2 separate regions of the Cyprinus carpio genome follow, and region 1 is linked to region 2. Evidence: chromatin contacts called from public Hi-C data. All regions are on one chromosome and are shown on one strand. The core of a region is the stretch at or near the end of the contact, and the rest is flanking DNA. Distances in the headings are between cores, read along the strand shown.

Region 1 (5,977 bases), core at 3,468-5,967, 73 kb before region 2:
AAAGGCGTCTCTAATGTCTCCCACAATTAGACGAGACAAAATAATGTCAATTTTAGATTTTTGTTATAAACGATAATGATTTTTATTTTATTTTATCCGAGATTGTCGCTTGATAACATCCGTCTTTCTTCATGAAAGGCCAACAGAAAACAGTCACGAATGGTTTTGTAGCTCATTTCATTATTAGACAACACACAACAATATATTTCATTTTTAATAACGTTTTTATAATACCACGATTTGAATTAGGCCTACAGTCTAGAGTCTGAAAAGATAAATTAATTGTTATATCTAAGCCTAGTGTAAAAAAAAAAAAAAGCAGGGTCATTCAGATAGACAGATAACCACGTGCAATGACATTAATTTGAACTTTTTCAAAGTGAATATGAAGTCGTGTAAATTTCTGTTACTAATGACGCTAATCTATTTATTTGGCATTCTAGAAAAATATCTCCTAAACTGCTCTTTTGTTTGATAGTTTTCAGTTGAGGCAGTTCCCGCGACCTTCTTCAATGAACAGTTCGTCATTGGGGCCTATAGGCGCTGTTCAGCCAATCAGTGCTGAAATCAGTGTGTAAATGTAAATTAAATGACGTACAGGCACGAAGCCTATCTGTGATTGTAAATATCTAAATATCTGTGAGTTTTGAATTCAGTCCTCAGCACTTTTAGGCCTGATTGGGCATTTTAAGAAGCTCCGCAAATCAAATAATATCAGGTGTTTATTTAATTTCAGAATCAGAATATTTTATTAAATGATACAATTCTCGTCAATTTTCTATAGGCAGCTTTTAAGTTTTGTAAAGGCTGCATAATTAAATACAGCTGGCTGATCTGTCTACACGCAGTGCACGTGTGAAAATGAACGATGCCACGCGACTCCGTTTCAAGTCTCCCGTTAAAGAGTTAAAACCTGCAGAATCGATTGCAACTTTAGTGTTCCAGACCAAGTCGAAGTTGCACATCTGGGTACCTGTCAAATATCCAGGACTGGAAAAGAACGTTTTTGTGTTTTTTGAGAAATGCAAAAGCATTTTTTTTCTTTGCTTTACTACAAAAACTATTGTGTGTGTGTTTATGAAGGATCATTCTAATCAATGGATGCAACAACAACAAAAAAGATCATTTGTAAAGCACATTTCTTTAAATATTTGAAATATTCTATCAAAGGTGATATTTAAGTTCTAATAAATCTGATTGTGCAATCTCAAGGTAAATTTAAGAAAAATATATCATATATGGGCTATTGAGAAGTGACAAGGTTGACTGTTTATTTAGCTATTACATCATTTTCGCTCAAGGTCAAGACAATATAAAATATTTGGAAAAAAACAAAAAAACAAATACAAAACATTTTTTATCTGCTTTTATTAATCAGTTGTCATCAAATGTGTCTGTTTTATAGTAGGCTACATAAAGTTTGAGACGACACATTCCTGAAAGACCGTGTTGCACATTTCGAGCCTTTGCATTCACGTCAGGCTGTCAAAACACAACGGAAGTCTGATATCATGAAGATAAGCGCTCTCTCTATTCCCAATCTAATGTATTTGTGTTTCCGCGAGGCTGTTTACCGACAAACCGACTGTCTGAGGGAGTTCGTCTCGCGGCGTGCAGGAGTGATTGGCGTCACATGCGCGTGAGTTTTGAATTGCACTGTGTTGTCCAATCACAGAGCAGCTCATGAAAACACCAGAGGGACGGACGTGCACCTACAGCAAGTTAGTGTGACTGAGATGTGAGCATTATTAATATCCAGTTTCCTATATTTTCTACCACACAGTGTTTTGTGTAATCATCACCTATATCTTAGATTTAACAAAACTCACCTTGATGTTTGTTTCACGGGTTGATGCTCACACAAATGTTGATGCACATCAGATTTTTGACTTCATGGAATATAGGCTAGTGTTGATTTTTTCTCCAACAGACTAATATTTCATTTAGAATATCATCCTGTCATTCTGGAAAGCACTTTTCTGTGTGTGCTGAAATGAAGCCTGCACGTTGCTGTTTTCTAGGGGGCGCCCGATTGACTTACAGGCGAGAGTAGTTGGTTAATAATAATAAAACGCTGTCGAATGCCAACCAAACTAATGACATGAACTAGGTTTGCTTATTAATGATGTTTGCATGTTCTGTACACGTGATTAGAAACATAACAATGCATATGGCAGTCGCTTTCCTATCCATCAGTGTCCATACTTTTAAATCACTGCAGTAGCTATTTCAGATTCATTTAGCTGTGTTTGTTTTGTTTTTTTGATAAAACATTCACAATTTCATTTGTGTGGTTTATTCCATTGGCTCTTTGAAATATCAAAATCTCAGATAAAAATATTAATAGACACATCCTCTTAAGGAACATGCCAGCCGCACATCAGGCCTCAGAAATGAAAGATGATACTGAAAACACTGGTGCTTATAACTGGCCGTTTCAAAATATTCTGAAACAATGTTCAACACATGAGGAAAGAAATGCTGCATGTGAAATAGGCTACTTGGGTTTGCATAAACATACGTGAGCACAAGGAACAAAAATAAGCATTGATTTATTTATTTTCTTGTAACAACGAAAAGAACGCTTTTCTAGAGTTATAAACGATTTATCCTGCGATAATTCGTAACGCAACGTTTTTTTTTTTTTTTAGCTAATGACGTTCGATGCCGCTAAATGTTTTCGAACGATTCATTTTTAGTGAATCATAAACATTGCGCGAGCAGTATAGTCCGGTTACCTAATGAATGATACTCTTTTTAGTGAATTTTAAACGTAAAACGCAAAAAGTGTAGTCCGATTCTCACACGAATGACTCTTTTGAGTCGATTCCTTTAGTGAATCGACTGCACGCAGCCTGTCCATGCTTGTTCTGTTCCCCGACGATTGACTCTTTTGAACCAGTTCATCAAATCATTAGCAATAAGTTTGGATTTCGCGTGCAAACTAAAGTTTTCACTTCAGGTCTGATTCGAAATTAAGCAAGTATTGTGTTAAGTTGCACTTAAGGCTTTTGAGACTTAAATCTGATTGGTTGTTAAAATTACAACGTGTAGCCTACATTTACATTAAGTCATTTTGCAGACGCTTTTATCCAAAGCGACTTACAATTTAGCCTATTTAAGCATACGCAGCATTTTATTAATATTATTATTATTAAATGTTACATTTAATTTAGTATTTTTAATTATGCATAGATAGAATCAGTTGCACTTATGCTGCCTCTAACATTCATGTGCAAACGCACCTTGGCAAGAACTGCATTAAAATGATTGCTGATTTGTCAAATCTGAAATTATTTTATCATTTGGCAACACACTACTGAGGGTAGTGAATGCGATACGAATGTTTTATTTTTCCAGTCGTTTATTTCTCAAAAGTAGGTACTCCTTGATTTATTTGTTTAAAAAGCAAATCCTGGGCGCATAAGATAACAACTGCACGCTAAAGACGTAAGTTAAATTCATCATCATACTTTCTGCGTTACAATACTCGGTGTAGCTACACGAAGTGCAACTGCATTGGGGGTGCACATTTCTCTTGTCCCGCATGTGTATGGCTCTCGTGCCGATATTGAGGGCGCTGTGCTGATGGAAGAGCCCAAGAGTTTAAACGGCAAAAGTGAACGGGAGCTTCGTCTCAGCGGACTCGAATCGTGCGCTTGCTTCACTTTTTTTCCTCTGTCTCTCTCTCCCCCCTCTCTCAGGTCGAAACTAACCGCGACACAAGTGGCAGCTTTTGCAACAGGGGGTTTTAAGGATATTACAATCTTCCTAAGCATGCCGAGCCCTCCTCGCTGCTCGTAAATCCGCCTCAGTTTTGCTTCGTACCGCCACATGCCTCACGGCGGATGCAAGCGCGCGGCGCGGAGCGGCGCTATAAGAGACAGCGAAGAATGAACCAAACGCGAGTTTTGTAACGCATCCGGACGACTTTTTCTATCCTTTTTTTCTATTCAAATGACCGCAAGATGAAATAATCGCTCATCTCGGCGCTTCATCACCACAGTTTCACTCATGGCTCTGTGAAATCTCCGTGCACTTCCATCCATCCGTCGTCGGGACTTTTCTCTAAGGCTGCACTTGATGATAATGCCGAAAGTTTGGATATACGGCTTTAACAGTACAGTAGGCTACAGTAGATGTGTGTAACTCGAGGCGGGGTTAAAGTTCAGCTCTATGGAGCGCTGAAGCGTCGCGCGCACTTCGCAGAGTTGGAAATGTGAAAGCAAGAAGCAAGGCTTTATTTTTCCCTCTCTCCCTTCTTCTCTGTCTATTTCCAGCGTGCTGACGAAACACTCATATATATACATATTTTTTTCTTTTTTAATAAAGAAATATACTCACACACACACGCACACACACAACATATACATCGCCAATTCAGGAGTTAAAACCGACAGATATGTATTCTCCGCTATGCCTAACACAGGTAAGTGACATTTTCGTCTATTATTAACTCTGTTTGTTGCGTATGAGCGGTGTCTTTGGCTGGGACAGCGTGTATGATTGATGTATGTGAAATTTTAGTGTATTATTTTTTCTTTTTGTTGGTTATTATAGGTGATTTCTGCTCTGACAGAGGCAACTGAACTACCACATGGCGGATGGCGCCCACCTTACACACAAATATGTTTCTTGTGCACATTTATGTACAGCTGAATTTTATTCTAGCGGCTTTTTGCATGGGGACGGACGTTTATATTCTGCAAGTTGAGCGCTGTGCATGAAAGAAAACGTTACACTGAGCTCGCAGAGTCAACGTTATGCACATTTGATCTTAAAAATAAAGTTCTTTAACGATTTAAGTTAGGTTGCTTTATGGTTATTTAGAGATGAAAAAGTTCTTGATGTTGCATTTGTAGGGTTTTCACAGCACTCTGGGTTCTTTAAAGCACCAGAACTCGAGAAGTACAAAAATAAAAACTCTTTCCACGACTTAAAAAGCTTCTGCTATGACACCAAGCTGTTTTGAGATTAAAACGTCACATAAACGTGTGCACCTTTAAACACATATCCGAGATCAGAATAGTCCTATTTTATGTGCGTTTTGTTATTAAATATCAATACAACTATTCCGTTTTCTGTGTTAACTTTAGTTTGAACCAACTGTCGGCAATAAAAAGCTTCTCTGCTGTTTACATGAGACTTTTTCTTCAAGGCAGCAGAAACTCTTTGATTTTATCTTTTGCAAACTTCACTGTCTCAGTATTTCTGACATTTAGCAGCAGTTCTAAATATTGACAAGTTTATACATTTTATTTTTTGTTATTTTTTTAAGACTCTTAGATTTGGTGCTGTCATGCTTGATAACTCACTTTATAATGTGCTGATATATATATATAGGCTATATATATATATATATATATATATATATATATATATATATATATATATATATATGCACAGTGCTATTTGTTTGTTGCTTATTGCACTTTTGTAATTAGCACAGAATAAAACTAAAGTTGGACACAGCTGAAAGGGTTAAAGGAGATTTAAAAAACCATTCATTGTGTGAATCATGGTGGCAGGTGAAGTGAGGTGACAGGTCTGGAAAAGCTTTAGCGTTATACCGTAGTCTTGATGTGATTTTAAACTGTTTGGTTAAGTGTGTTTTATTGAACGCATAAAACAAAGGAGAAGGCCTCAGTATTGTGTCGCATATAGGGACGTTCTTTTGACCGTGTTAGTTACAGTCTGTTTGGAGATACTGGGAAGGATTCATGCGAAAAAAAGACAAATTATGTGTAATGTGTGGAGAAAGACGAGCTGAGAAAGTTCTCATACTTTGAAGTCGTCTTTTCAGCGACTTGATAATGTAAGACTTGGATAAGTTAGCAGAAGTTCTATTTATTTCTATTAAATCCATGCAAAACTGTGGGGAAGCTTTTAATCATTTATCAGTCACAGTAAATGTAACAATATCACTAACTTGAAACCTCACACAAGAACTTATATATAGCTCATATATTTCAATATT
Region 2 (6,605 bases), core at 3,898-6,397:
TGCAGCTCATACTGTGTGTGAAGAAAATCTCTCTGTTGAATTTAGGGCTGTCAAAATTAACGTGACAACATAGGGACATTAAAGCAAGCTCTACTTGACCGTAGTTCAAGCCAGGGTTGCCAGATCCACAGTTTTTCTCTACACCAAACATTTGTAAATAATTGCAAAAAGCTTTGCTTTCTTACTTCTGAAAAGAAACAAAGTCTCAGCTTTCAAATCCTGTACATTCTATCACGAAATTCAAACAATGAATGCCATTGTGATGCTTTTAAATGTGACGTGACAGATCACTGTAGCACCTCAGTTCAAGCAGCAGCGCGGAGCGCGAGTAATTAATGCGCAGTTAAGCCTATTAGTTACATTTGTGCTCCAAAATGATTTTCCCAAAAACTAAAGTGGAAAAGTCTAAAAATAGTTTTTTTTTTCTGTCATTTACTGTAAAATTAACAGAAGTATTTTTGTACACAAAGTTTTCTGACATTTAGCCTCTTATTTACAGTTGTGTTCCAAAATGATGTTTTAGCATATATTTTGCCCAAAAAAATGAAGTGGAAAAAGTAATTAATTTTTTTCTTCTTTTATCAAAAATTACTTTTCTGTGAATTATCTTTAACCAAAATTTGAAGCATTTTGTAAACAAATTCAGAGTTTTGTTCCAAAGTGATATTTTTTTTATGTGTATTCTTTCAAAAATTAAGTGTAAAAAGTCATGAACCAGATTCTGATCTCAATTTTTTTGTGCTTGCTAGCATGACATAGGTAATATTTCCCCCGCACAACTATTTTATCTCCAGTGGGAAATCAATACTCACCCCAGTGCCTAAATCATCTTAAAGGGTGTTTCTTTGCCATTTTTGGCTGTCGTAGAAGAGTTAAAGGATCCCGGGTGAATCTTTGTGAAAGTTCCCTTAACATCACAGCACGAATCATTGCTATCGCAGCTAATGGAACCGTTAAAGAGCACTTCTTGGGAGAAATCGGAGCCCATCAAATTTATAAGGCCTTTTTTATGCAGTACACCCAAGTCTGAAGGCTTTCTCTCTCTCTAGACTTATTTCCATAAGTGCCTCGGCTGCAAATAGCACACTCAGTGTGAATTCACAGCCCAGACCCCACTGTTGGTCTGACCTACCGAGCCGCGTGCCAAAAGGACATTGGCTAGAGTACAGTCAGACCTTCTATTCCGATAACTTCCCTTTGCATCTGAATGCTCTTACAGTTAGGTCTGTCAATTGATTTATATAATCACATAATTCACTTAAATTTTATTTTGTAAATTGGATTTATATTTTCTTGTAATCTTAACACAAAATGTAATTTACCATGTTGTGCTTCTATATATATATATATTTAATAAACCTCATTTATTAATAAGTTAACTTTCATCTGCAGTCCTTTAAAACCTAGAAAGACAGGGAGTATTTTTACAATGCATGCAGTTGTCTGTCAGCCTATACTGTGGCAGCAGTCAGCTCTATTGAACCGGCAACACGGTGGCCTCCTGTGTACACACATCAGCATAGGGTTTCACCTGCACGGCCAGTGCCGCTTGGCAGCCTGACTGCACGATCAGCATGGTGATTCCTTGGTAATCTGGACTAGATGTTTTCTATCCGAGTCTTTAGGCTGCAGAAACAGTTTTCGAGAGGCTGTCAAGTGCTTGATTTCAATGTGGTTTTGAAACAAAATCTCACTTTCTGTGTCTCTCTTTCTTTGTGTGTCTCTCAACAGAAACGGGGCAGTCTGAAAGTCCGAACCAGCCCAGTGAAAGCGACATCAAGGACCAGCCAGAAAATGGTGAGTGTTTCTACTCACGTTTCCCAACATATCTAGAAATGTGTGTATACAAATCCCAAACATTATCCAGGTTGTTTGGAGCTATGGCCTAATGTTAGCACATTTACTCCAGAGGGCCTTGGAGCTCATACATTCTTACAAATAAAGAATATAAATGGTAAAAATAAATAAATGGTTCCATGAAGAGCCATTAACGTCTATGATAGCTTTTAATTGTGCAAAAGGTTCTTTACTTGAGGAAAGGGATTTTTCAAATGTTTTTCACACTAAGAGAAAAAATGTTTCTTTTAAGAACTGTTCGCTGAAAAGTTCAAGGAACCCAAGATTCAAGAATTCAAGAACTGGATCTAAACCCTCTTTTTTGAAAGTGTAGAACATTTCCATTTGCAGAAAAGGTTCTTCTTAGTGGAAAGATTATTAAATTGTTCTTTATACTTAGACAAAATGGTTATTTTATGAACTGTTCACTGAAAGATTCTCTGGGGAGCCAAAAATGGCATCACTGCAAAAATCCCCATTTGGAACCTTAATTTTTAAGAATATAGAACCTTTCTATTGCACAAAATGTTTTAAACAGTGAATAGATTATTCAAATATTCTTGAAAAAAAAAAGATATGTTCACAGGAAGGTTCTTGGAGGAACCACGAGTGATTCTTCCATTGCATTGGCACGCTCTTGAAAATATAGGATCTTTATTGAAATTGATGGTTAATTTGAGAAGTTTTACCATCCATTAACCCTTTGTTGTTGTTGTATGTTCTTCACTTACATGTTCTTCATAGTGCTTTTAAGAAAGTTCTTTGGGGAACCAAAAATGATTCTTCTGTGGCATCACTTTTGGAGCCTTTATTTTTAAGAGTGTAGAACCTTTCCATAGCACGAAAGGTTCTTTGGGGAACCAAAAATGATTCTACTATGGTATCACTGCAGTTGCAGGTTTGAATCAGGCCTAGATTATTTTGTCCCCAAAGTATATCTAGTTGTTGTTCAGCTATAGTAAGAACAAGTTTGCGAATTTTTCACGTCGTCGAAGCTCTAGAATTTGCTCTCTCCTCTTTGTGAGTGTGTATAAGCCAGAGGTGGGTGATAACTCTTTGGAAGATTGCGTCTGCGTAAACTTGTGCGAAAAGTGGCATCTTTCCATCGCAGGCGGAGAATTGTTCTAAACGGGTTCTTTTAAAACAAACACAGAGCAGCAATTCCGCTGATTTTGTGTGTGTTTACAAATTATTAGCGGACAATGAAACAGTCTGCGTCGACAGATTTACAGTTTGAGAAAACATAAACACAATGATTGAATGGCCTGTTTGCTTGAGTTTAAACAGAGAATGATGTCAAAAAGTTCCGCTTTATCCTCCCACAACCCCCCTGGAGCGCTGTTACGTACGCGTCCCTCAACACTGGATTATAAGGCATATTTTCCTCCTAACTTAAAGATTATCGCATTTGTGTGCGAAGCTTGAGCTATTATTTCCACGCCCTTGTGTGTGACACCAACATGGCCCTGTTTACTCAGATTAGAGGATACAGACAGATGAGCGCGTTCATCTCTCTCATCCTGCATGTAGCTGATATTATCTTTTCATCTCTCTCTCTCATGTTGAACTGAAGATCACCCCTGAGTTGTGCTGATATAGGCTGCATATAATCACTCCGCTAATGTCTTTTTTTCATTTTTTCTCTCCCGTACAAACTCGCTCCATCTGGTATCTATATCTGTCATCGTGATCTTCGGATTATTTCCAGTTTTGATCTGAAGCATCCTTTTTAATTCACAAAACTGGTCTCAGATCAGCAGCATTTGACCCACTGGATGTGAAAACAATGTATCCAACTTTTATTTGAAGACCTGAGACTTTACTTCACTGCCTCATAAAGGGATTTTTCAAAATTATAAAATGAGAAATTACACAACACTTTCACTATGATTTTCCATTCGATTAAATTAAATATATTATGACAGTTGTGTGTAATATCTTTGGTATAGATATGTAAATATATCTATGTATATATATCTATATCTATATATATATATATAGATAGATAGATAGATAGACAGATAGATAGATAGATATAGATATAGATAGATAGATACATAGATATAGATATATAAATGTTATATTTATGTGCATAAATGTTATCATATTTAAGCTCATATATGTGTGTGTGTGTAAAAGCACATAAATATCATATAACATTATAGAACATTTATATTATTTTAAATGATTTAAAAACTTAAATAATATGTATGAATTCTTAAGTAACATATTTATACATTTAACACATGTATTAATTTAAAAAAAACAATAATTACATTTTTAATATTTTATTAAATTATATAATAATAATTGAATTATTTACACACACACACACACACACACACCACACACACACAATATATATATATAAATATATATATACTTGTATAATTATTATATTTTTCTTCTGAAGCCGAAATTTATATTGTTCTTCAAGTGCAGCTCTCAAATCTAAGTACATTGTGTCATGAAGAATGACATTTGAGAGCTACATAAGAATGGAAAAGAGCAGCCAGGAAAAATATCATATATTTGCTTGCATGGAAGAAAGACAGTTATACGGGTTTGAAATAACATGCGTGTGAGTAAATGATGAGAGAATTTTTATTTAGAGTGAGCTATCCCTTCAAAGACCACTGACTTCTTTCACTGCCTGTTAAATACTGTCAGACATAGCTTGAGGCATACTTCCAACTTCTCCCTGTCATCACCACCTCTATTTCTCCCTTATTTCTGTCTCCCTCTCGTCCCCGATGCAGGAAAACATGATCAACTTTTATTTTTCCATGGTTTGTTTTTGCTGGTAAACCTTGACCCTTGTGCTCCATGCTACGTGCACTTTCACAGAGCGGGCTGCTGTCTTTCTGGGACGAGGCAGCTGTTGCACAATCCGCAGACTATTAGATAAGGCCAGAGGATATCCTCTTCTTTACAAGCCCAGGAGAGAGAGAAGGGAGGTGGGAAACCCATAACAGAGAGCACAAGAAAATCGAAAAGAATGTGAGAGACATTTGTTAAGAAGCTAGTAAAAATGGTTAAACTGTTGTTTACTGTCTCTTGTGAGGCTTGTTTATGGGTGGCTGTCAAATGTCAAGCAGTGGATACTTCATCTAAGACTATTTGAAAAGAGATTTTTCAGGTTATTATGCTTTATACACGTGGTTGATGATAAAATGAATAACTGAGAGGTATAAAAGTCGAATAGAAATACATATGAAAGACAATGAAAATGAAATTTGACTTTTGTTTTCTCACTAGCTCTATTTTGGTATGTAACACACACTTTTCACTATCCAATCATCAGCTTGCTCAGCCTCTTAAACAACTTCTAGTCTCTGATGACATCACCAAGGCCATGCTTTATATTAGATAATAAAAACAAATAGCAATTCAGCCAGTTTTAGCTAATTTTCATGTCTGGCTTCATTCTGATATGTAATGCACACTTTTCACTAATCGTTGAATATCATGTTTTACTCATTGCTGATTTCTTAATACACATTCCTTATCAGTGCACGTGATTCTAAAATAGAAAAAAAACACTCTTTGTAATTAGCAATTAGAATTAGGTAACTTGCTCCACCCCTTCAACAACTTTCCATCTCTGATGACATCACCAAGGCCAGTGGCAATTTGCACCAATGAAAGTTAAGCCATTGTTTTTGCTAATTCTCATTCACATTGCATGGCTCCATTCTGGTCCGAAACACACTTTTCACAATCCAGTCATATACTTGATTAAAAACAAGACCCCTTTTTTTATCTTGTTGTATATTCATTTTTACTCGTTTAAAGAAGCAAAAAGATCATTAAGATGTTGTAGGATAATGACCAAAGCACATCAAATATACACACATTCACCTAAAGTCTTGATGTTGAATAAAAAGTTTGTTTTGTCAACTACCCAGATACAGTATCGGTTTGCTTGTCCCGAGGCCCGGTGTAGTTCCACACGGCGCTCTTGTTGCTGCGCAGGAGGCTTGTTGAGGTCTCGGTGCTGCTATGAAAGGCGAACCGTGGCCCCTCCCTACATGTGTGTGTGCGGCGCTACAGTGGACACAGCTGGGAGTGATTATCCGTGTTGAGATATAGAAGCCCTGCCCCTTCCCTCGCCCCTGTCTCCCTATATGAGGCACTCATGGAAATGCCCTCAGTGAACTCCGGGTGCATATGCTCCCTATACTGGAATTCAAGTGACGAACGCTCCTTCGCTCGCCTGCTCTCTCCCTCCTCAGCTCCATTGCGTCATCCCTCCATTTTCCAAGTAATGGTGCGCCTCACTTCTGCTCGGTATTATTGTTGTTTCACAGTATGTACAGCTGTGTGGAAACGTTGACTTTTTGCCTTTCTTGCTCTCGACCCTGTAGCCCACTGTCCTGGTCGCTTTGTCATTTTGTAATCTACCTTGACTTCCTGCCACATGCCCTGTAACATACTGTACGTCTCCCCTCCTTCTGATACCTCCCCGAACAAACTCTATCTCACTTCTTCTCAATCTCAGGGGCATCTGTGCAGGAATGCTCTCTGGGTCTTTTAGCTCATGTCAGCACTTTCTCTTGCAGTGAGCTGTAGATATTACCCCTCCCTCTGTCTCTCTCTCTCCTTCTCTTCTCTCTCTCTATTTTTATTATTTATTATTCCACCCGTCCACATGCTATACGTCTCCTCATCCAGCCAGTCAAGATTAAACTCATTTCTATTGTTGGTTTTATAGCTTGCCAGCCACCGAGCAGTGCAGGAAGTCCTTTAATAGCTACATCACTTCTTCT

The links. A called contact is a pair of places that touch in the nucleus more often than the background predicts.
Region 1: a contact with region 2 is called in a Hi-C map of skeletal muscle, with 4 times the contacts expected there. The contact joins two enhancer-like sites. A contact is called at or near these places in 4 of 8 Hi-C or Micro-C datasets (liver and skeletal muscle).

The regions. Positions count from the first base shown.
Region 1 is chrA22:9,349,316-9,355,292 of ASM1834038v1, reverse strand. All of the region lies in intron 1 of LOC109047527 (nuclear factor 1 A-type), which reads left to right. Among protein-coding and RNA genes, the nearest start is that of LOC109047527, 29 kb to the left of the region's middle. Within about 2 kb of position 4,717, at least 2 of the 8 cell types and tissues checked have an H3K27ac peak or open chromatin away from gene starts, as enhancers often do. A contact at or near this core is called in liver and skeletal muscle, where this site is marked.
Region 2 is chrA22:9,276,428-9,283,032 of ASM1834038v1, reverse strand. It overlaps LOC109047527 (nuclear factor 1 A-type), which reads left to right. Exons shown (of 11, transcript XM_042711789.1): 3 at 1,732-1,797. Among protein-coding and RNA genes, the nearest start is that of LOC109047523, 79 kb to the right of the region's middle. Within about 2 kb of position 5,147, at least 4 of the 8 cell types and tissues checked have an H3K27ac peak or open chromatin away from gene starts, as enhancers often do. A contact at or near this core is called in liver and skeletal muscle, where this site is marked.